Regions from separate parts of the Hordeum vulgare genome. Here all the other regions are linked to region 2. A link is a contact called in public Hi-C data. All regions are on one chromosome and are shown on one strand. Each heading gives the region's core, a stretch centred on a gene start, on an enhancer-like site or on the middle of the called end of the contact. The rest is flanking DNA. Distances are from core to core; before and after follow the strand shown. Region 1 holds the start of LOC123443353 (ERI1 exoribonuclease 2-like). Region 2 holds the start of LOC123443352 (WRKY transcription factor 6-like). Region 3 holds the start of LOC123439725 (serine/arginine repetitive matrix protein 1-like).

Region 1 (2,700 bases), core at 12-2,511, 890 kb before region 2:
TGCCTTGCTGTCCCTATTGTCACTGGGAAAGGTCACCACACGGTAAGAACCCAAAACCAAGCACTTCTCCCATTGCAGAATCATAGATCTAGTTGGCTAAACAAAACCCAAGACTCGGAGAGACTTACAAGGATATCAAATCATGCAAATAAGAAATCAGCAAAGACTCAAATATATATCATAGATAATCTGATCACAAATCCACAATTCATCGGATCTCGACAAACACACCGCCAAAGAGGATTACATCGGATAGATCTCCATGAAGATCATGGAGAACTTTGTATTGAAGATCCAAGATAGAGAACAAGCCATCTAGCTACTAACTACGGACCCGTAGGTCTGAAGTGAACTACTCACGAGTTATTGGAGGGCGATGATGTTGATGAAGAAGCCCTCCAACTCCAAAGTCCCTCCGGCAGGGCACCGGGAAGGGTCTCCAGATGAGATCTCGCGGAAACGGAAGGTTGCGGCGGCGGAAAAGTATTTTCGTGGACGCCCTTAATTTTTCTGGGTTTTTAGGGAATTTATAGGCCAAAGACCTAGGGCAGGGGAGCGCGTGGTAGGCCACAAGCTTGTTTGCCGCGGCCTCCCCCTGGCCGCGGCAACAGGGCTTGTGGGCCCCCTCTGGGCCCACTTGCTTGGCCGTCAAGCCTCCCGATCTTCTTCCGTTCTGGAAAAATTCATTTCGGGGACTTTATTCCGTTTGGACTCCATTCCAAAATCAGATCTGAAAAGAGTCAAAAACATAGAAAAAACAGGAACTGACACTTGACACTGAGTTAATAAGTTAGTCACAAAAAAGATATAAAAGGTAAACAAAACATCCAAAGTTGACAAGATAACAGCGTGAGACCATTAAAAATTATAGATACGTTTGAGACGTATCAAGCCTCACATAAGCAACTGTGGATGCATAGATCGACGATGCATGGTCAGCGAGACACAACTGGCTACCGGGATGGCTCCCACAACAAGCCACCTCGGGACGGGCGACCAGTAGTCGACCTCATCCCACACTTATGGGTATAGTGAAAATAAATGTACCACTAAAAATGTGATGACAGATTCAAACGAGCCTTCTGTTATAATCATCGGTTTTCTTTCCTGTCCATTATAGTTTTTTTTTATATCACAAACTTCGCTTTCGAATATAAGCCTGATAAGAGATTTTTAATAAGGATTATATATATTCACACACTTTGTTTCATATGTAGTTTATTTGAACATTTAGAATGATTTATAATTTAGAACTGATGGAGTAGATTACAAATAGCGTCAACCACGTCAAAAAAAATCTCCCAAAAAAGACCATGTCAAAAAGAAAAACGCGCCAACTGTTTTCCGGAAAGCATCGGATTAGATTAGAAATACCGGCTGGATCGAACTACGGCATCCAGTTGTGCCCTAGTTTTCGATCCCAAATTCCCCGATCTCTGCTGCCCTAGTTTTCGATCCCAAATTTCCCCGATCTCGACTCTCGATCTGTAGTTCGCGCGCACTCCGGCGAACATGGCAGCGATCATGGCGGCGCGCGGGCAGGGTCTGGAGCAAGATTTCGATTTCTTCGTGGTGGTCGACTTTGAGGCGACGTGCGTGAAAGACGCGCGGATCTACCCGCAGGAAATCATTGAGTTCCCCGCCGTGCTCGTCGACGGCGCCAGCGGCCGCATCGAGTCCTCGTTTCGCAGGTACGTTCGTCCTAAACACCACCCTGTACTGACCCAGTTTTGCAGGAAACTCACCGGCATCCGGCAGGAGGATGTCGACGGCGGCGTGGATCTCGGCGAGGCACTCTGGCTGCACGACGCTTGGCTGAAGGCGGCGACGGCGGGGGCAGGGAGCAGCAGGAGGGTCCAATTGGCCGTCGTGACCTGGGGTGACTGGGATTGCCGGACCATGCTCGAGTTCGAGTGCCGCTTCAAGGGCATCGAGAAGCCCTCCTACTTTGATCGCTGGATCAACCTGAGGGTCCCCTTCCAGGCGGCGCTCGGCGGCGGAGGGCGGGTGAACCTGGAGGAGGCGGTCCGGGCGGCGGGGCTGGACTGGGAGGGTCGCCTGCACTGCGGGCTGGACGATGCGCTCAACACGGCGCGGCTGCTTGCTGAGATCATGCGGCGAGGGGTGAAGATGACCATCACCGGATCGCTGGCGCCGCCGGCGCCGATCCAGCAGAAGCAGCAGCCTCGCAGAAGCCCGTGCGGCGGCTCACCTGCACTGGCGCCGCCGCCGATCCAGCAGCAGCCGCCTCGCACAGGCCCTTGCGGTGGCTCGTTTCCGCTGCTGCCGGCGCCTATCCAGCAGAAGCAGCAGCAGCCGCCGCAGACTCCGGCCATGGGAGTCTGGATACGGCAACTGGACGCCGGCCATGGGAGTCTGGATACGGCAACTGGTCGCCTGCACTGCGGGGTGGCAGGACCGATGCAATCTGGATACGGCAACTGGACGCCGGCCATGGGAGTCCTCTGGACCAACTGAAGAATGAGACTGTGATTCAGAAATCAGTGTCGCTCAGCTGCTAGTGTTAATCGTCCCTAGCCATCAGAATTCAGTGTCGTTCTAGCCTAGTCTAGGTGTGAATATAGTCTTTGAAAACCAACTTGACCAATGGGGCTATTCTTGATTTAATCGGTGTCTGAATTAGTATTACCAATAGAAATTTCGTTTTACTTGTGTTCCTTCTCTGTGAACTTCTTCAGC
Region 2 (2,700 bases), core at 17-2,516:
CACCCCGCGGTGGACGGGCCGTCTGGGTTGTCGCCACGCTCAGGGTCCTCGTTTCCGTTGGATGACGACCGGCGCGGGCTCCCGACCTCCGTGGACGAGTTGGACGGCTCTTCCGCCACCTCAGCGCTGGCTCCGGACGGGCCCAGACCCAGGAACTGCCTCGGCACGATGGCACTCTCGTTCTTGCCCTCCTAATAAGAACGATAGAAGAGGAATTGATTCATCAGTAAATAAATTTCTTGCCAAGTCAAATTATCAATCCCTAGTTAGGTTAGGAGTAGTAGTAAAGTAGTAAGAATAGTACCTCGTGAGTCGGAGGCTGTTGCGGTTGGGCCGGAGGCATCTGGGTCCTTTGCTGCATGAGCGTGACGAGATGCATCTGCAGCGCATGGTAGCTGTTATTGACCTGGGTCAACATCCCTCGCAGCCGCTGGTTCTCGTCGTTCATGCGGCTCAGCTCGGCCTGCATCGCCGCGAGCTGCAGCAGGACGCGACACGCGTAAGTTAATACCGATCGAGTCAAACATCACCAGCCAGATCCACCATGTTCGCCATCGACAACGCTAATCGACGAGATCGAGATTGTATGGACAGATCCTACGTACCTCGCCGGTGTTCCTGCCGTTACTGTCCTCATCGGCCCGGGACGCCCCGTCGTCGTCGACTACCATGGACCGGTCGCGCCTCGTGTTGTTCCCGGAAAGGAGCTGAACGCGCAACGATCCAAAGGCAAGTATTAGATCGCGGTCCGTAGGAAAACAAGCGGTACCTTATGGCAAGTCTTGCCATTTAGTAAGAAATAAGAATGGGTGAAGAAGCAAAGCAGTGGCGGGCGGGCGGACGTACGTTAATGGTGAGGTCCTCCTTCTTGATGGCGAGTCCGGCGGCGGAGGCCTGATCCTTCTGGTCGTCCGCGTCGGCACCGGCCGAAGCCCGGCTCTTCTTCATGTTCTTCTTCTCGTCGGAGAAGAAGTCAACCTCGATAGACCTCCTGCCCCTGCCGCCGCCACCGCCGTCGTCCGCCTCCATGTTCCTGAGGAACGGCGCCGGCGAAAGCAAGTTCAAGAAGCCAAGCTGCCGCGGCGACGCGTCCAGAGCGAGCAGCCCTCCTCCTCCTCCGCCACCACCGAGGTGGCCCTTGTCCATGCAAATCGAGAGCCTCTTGGAGAAGAGAGAGACGCTAGCCGAGGGGAGGGAACGAGGGGAGGGGGAGAGGGAGGGGGAGAGAGAAACGTGTCGTAGAGACCGAAAGAGGGAGGAGTCTGAAGTCTCTCCCCGGTAGGACGGGGCGCGTTTAAAAAAGGCCGAGCTGGCTGGGAGCCCCCGGGTCTGACATCAGGCGCTGCGTCAGTGCGGGAGCCCACGTGGCGCGGCCGGAGTGGCGGGAGGGACGACGACCCGATCCCGGGCCCACGAGGACCGGATCGCCCTTTCCGGCGAGGCGGAGACGGACGGCAGCTCCATGTTATTTTCGTGCTTGTCTGCGCTTTTCCTCCCGGGTTTGCAACTTTTCTCCACGGATCAGAAGCCGGGCTCGTTAAGAAATCGGGAAATTCATGGGGGCGACGGGGACGTGCCCCGTGCAACGCAAAGCGACTCCTTTTTCCGGTCTGCAATGGCGACTTTCCCTGTCGGTCCAACGATTTTCAACATCGCCTTGTACATACCGCGGGCCGCCGTCGCCGGCTCCTACAAGTAACACGCATATTTTCGCAAAACAGGAAATGTTTAAGAGGAGGAGTAAGTAGTACCAGGCCACAGCTGCTGCCTGCCTGCTGGTAGCACGAGACGGTCTAGCCAAACCCTGCGTGGCTCCAGATCTCACCGTCGATCGATGTCTCGCCATTCCTATGTTCCTGCAGAAAAGAAAAGAAAAGAAAAACTATGCGTATAGGGTCTCTTCTCTTTTGTCCTGCACAAATACGGGGCCTCTTTCTCTTTTGTGTGTTGAGCAATTCTGTTTTGCTATTGAGGAAGAATATTGAGGTCAGCACGTACTGCACGAGGAATAGTAGAGTTTTTCCACGGTCAGAAGGTTCCTCCCATTAGATTACTCGTCCCAACAAAATGGAAAAACGGTACGGAGCAGGTCAGGTCTAGACCTACTACGAGCTGGTGCCGATCCTGAGGCTGCCTGATTCATCGCCACGGGGTCGCGAGTCCACACGCACAGCAGACTCGGATCTCCCCCGTTTTCTTAATCGCCGATCGAGATCTTTATTTATGGCCTGGCTCGCTAATCTTCTTTCTTAATGAGATTTAATATTGAATAATCGTTTCGCTCCAGGTTCGAGGAAGGTTAGCCGGAGGGGAGTCAATGGGCGCAGGGACCCTGTTCCACGAAACCCACTCTCCCGATGGGGCCCAGCCCGCTCCACGTGGAAAAAAACGTCAACGCCCTTGACCTGCCGGGTCCCACTGACAGGGCTTGGCGAGTGGTACTTCACTTCCTTTTCTTCCTTTTTCGGGCGTCTTTTTCGGATAAGAGCGGAACAGTGCTAGCTCGCTGTCTGGTTTGCATCAAAACATGGCCCAAGTAGGGGATTGGCAGGATGTAGGCATCTTGCCTTTTGGAAGAAACTCTCTCTCTCTCTGTGGTGTGGGAATGGTCCAAGATGCGTTCGGTGCGTACGTGCTGAATGAAATTCTTAAACAAGCTTTCATGCATCCTTAAAAAGTTGGCTCTGCCTATCCTATACT
Region 3 (2,700 bases), core at 4-2,503, 950 kb before region 2:
CAGCCAATGACAGGTGGGGCCAGGGAGCTGAGTTGACCCAGTCAATATTTAACTTGTCAACATGTGGATAGTAGAAGTGGATCCGCATGTCATAAGCTATACCTAAACAAATAAATAAATACTAACCTAAGAAATGGTGTCGACGTGCCATCTGCTAGTAGCTTACCTAAGTACTACTCCTACTAATTAACCTAAGCTAACATGGCCGGCCTCATCTAGACACGAGAGAACCAGCCGATCCCTGTGTGTGCACGCATGGGCATATGGCCACAATGGTCATTTCCATCGGCAACAGTGGTATAGGAGCAGCAACACAGCAGACATCAATAGCAGATGCATAGCAAGGGAGTAGCAGCTAGAAGCAGAAGTAGTTAGCACGAGCATAGCAACAACAGTAGGCAGCAGCGCAGCTGCATGCAGTAGGTAGGGTGGCAGCAGCACAGCAACAGAGCGCGTGCGTGCGGATGGCGCGGAGGAGCAACAGGTATCAAGGAGGCGCTCGCGGACGGCGCGCGGCGGCTAGCAAGCAGAGCAAGCAACAACGAACGGCAGTAGCTAGCGCAGGCGCGTGCCAAGCAGCTGTACCGGCCAACACGGGGGCAGCGGGCGAGCGCCTGAGCGCGACCAGGGAGCAGCGTGGGGGCAGCTGCAGCGGTAGGCCACGGCAAGGCCACACGCGGGCGCGCACGTACATATGGACGGGCTCGGGGACGGTAACTACGGCGGTGACTCGAGGGGGAAAACGGGGGGAACGTGGAGAGGAGCTCACCACAGGAGCACACGGAGGCTCGATGAGGGGCAGGAGAGCAGGGTGGCAACGAATTTGACGGAGGCGTCCGGTGTCCCGAGGTTGAAGAAGACAAGCAGGGCGACGATGCGATGTGGCTCCGGTTGAATGGTTGTGTGCGGGCGATGTAGACGTGGACGGCGCAGCTGCTAGCCACCTCCATAGGTGCGGGGAACGACGATGGCCGCGGGGAAGAGCTTGGCCATGGAGATGGCCGCATCGGGGCATGTGCGTGGAGTGAGCAGCGGCGCGAGGGAGAGGGAGGAGAGGCTAGGGTTCGTCGAGGGGGTCGTGAGGAAGGTCTTGTATGCGTCGGGGAGGGGGCGGATGGCCGCCACGCACCCGAAGGTGTGGCCATGGCCGTGGATGCGTGCCACGATCCCCCTGCCTCCCTGTAGCAGGAGGTTGGGGATGACACCAGTTAGGCTGGGCCACATGCAGTGTAGCAAGTGGGCTAGAGTACAGAGTGAGGATTTTCTTTTATCCTTTTTATTATTTACTTAGGTACTGTTTTGTAGTCAGTTCGTGGACCAAATGCTTTTTGTTGAACATACAATTTGGCACATAAATAAAAGACAATATTTTGCAGCGGCTCACAAAGTTTGGGGAAAATTGGAAATGCATACATATTTAATTATTTTGGAAAGGCTATTTTATTTGTTGATGGACCAGTTTATAATTTCCTACGGGTCACATTCTGGTTCTAATAATGTTGGGTTCAACATGAAATTTCTTTAGTAAATATTTGCAACTGAGTCAACATTTTTATTTTACATTTTGATGAAATAATTTATTTGACTTTATTTTAAATTTGAATTTGGCCTTGATTTTCATCGAGTGGGAACTTGGTTTACTTAACCTTGATGACATGGCATCATTAGCGTGTGATAACTATAGCTTAACTACCGGTGCGTCACAATGATTGCATCTTTTTTGTGTTTTGTTGTCGCCGGTTGAAGCTTTTTATATCGCCGGTTAAAGCTATTTTCTAGTCGGTTGAAGCTTTTTTCATCACCGTTTGCAGCTTCCGCAGTTGCGTGGTGCGTGGCCCTCGATTCCCATCGTCTTTGGTTGAAGCTTTCGACAATGCGGGTTGTAGCAATTTCGATCTCCGGTTGAAGCTTTTTTCGTCGCCGGTTGCAACACCGTCGTCTTTGTCATAGCTTTTCGTCTCCAACACTGGTGGCATCCGATGCGAAGGAGTGGGGGATTTGTTGAGAAGGTGACGTGGGAGGCGACGACCTGTTCGTCGGAGGAGAAACAGGAAAGGGGATTGCCCCCATGCTGATGGGAAGGAAAGGCCGACGACTCCATGACGGCCCGCGGACGAGATCCGACACGGGAGGCTCGTCAAAAACCGCGTGAGCGGCGAAGAGATTGAAGCACTGTCGGGATCCACCGTCGTCGCCGCTCGTCATCGTCGCTCAACGTTGCTCGTCGTCACCGCTCGCCATCACTACTAGTCGCCCCTCGCCATGCTGCTTGCCGGTTGCAACACCGGTGATGGAAAGAGGGGAAAAGCAGGGATGATGGACCAAGGGGAGCTGGTGACACGTGAGGAAGGGTGCAATGCGTGCTACCGCGCGATGGGAAAGAATCCGACGGCCCGCGTGCGTCCGGCGCAACGATTCGACCATCGCATGGGGTAGAAACATTTCCCGATCAGAAATAGCACCAACCACGTAAAAATAAACGTGCCAACTATTGTTCCGAAAAGCATCCAATTGGAATTTTAGAAATGAAAATGTTAAACTACAGACCCTTACATGACCTTTACGAGGACCTTCCCTCTAAGGTCGTGTTTGGTTCATTGTTTCTGTACCGTATTAAATACAGGTGTATCAAAAATACCGATGTAACTTACAGATCCATAGTTATTTCCAAACGGAAAGCAAAATGATGGATGGACATCC

Evidence for each region. Hi-C and Micro-C count contacts between places; a contact is called where the count stands out from the background.
Region 1: a contact with region 2 is called in a Hi-C map of leaf, with 7 times the contacts expected there. The contact joins the promoter of LOC123443353 here to the promoter of LOC123443352 in region 2. A contact is called at or near these places in 2 of 6 Hi-C or Micro-C datasets (leaf and seedling) and 1 of 1 datasets of contacts at active chromatin or transcription factors (embryo).
Region 3: a contact with region 2 is called in a Hi-C map of leaf, with 3 times the contacts expected there. The contact joins the promoter of LOC123439725 here to the promoter of LOC123443352 in region 2. A contact is called at or near these places in 2 of 6 Hi-C or Micro-C datasets (leaf and seedling).

What each region holds. Positions count from the first base shown.
Region 1 is chr3H:159,142,913-159,145,612 of MorexV3_pseudomolecules_assembly, reverse strand. It overlaps LOC123443353 (ERI1 exoribonuclease 2-like), which reads left to right and starts at 1,261. Exons shown (of 1, transcript XM_045119692.1): 1 at 1,261-2,673. The coding sequence starts at 1,513. The coding sequence ends at 2,478.
Region 2 is chr3H:158,250,438-158,253,137 of MorexV3_pseudomolecules_assembly, reverse strand. It overlaps LOC123443352 (WRKY transcription factor 6-like), which reads right to left and starts at 1,266. Exons shown (of 6, transcript XM_045119691.1): 1 at 847-1,266; 2 at 606-707; 3 at 305-478; 4 at 1-191. The coding sequence starts at 1,146.
Region 3 is chr3H:159,196,478-159,199,177 of MorexV3_pseudomolecules_assembly, reverse strand. It overlaps LOC123439725 (serine/arginine repetitive matrix protein 1-like), which reads right to left and starts at 1,253. Exons shown (of 1, transcript XM_045116410.1): 1 at 1-1,253. The coding sequence starts at 1,145. The coding sequence ends at 372.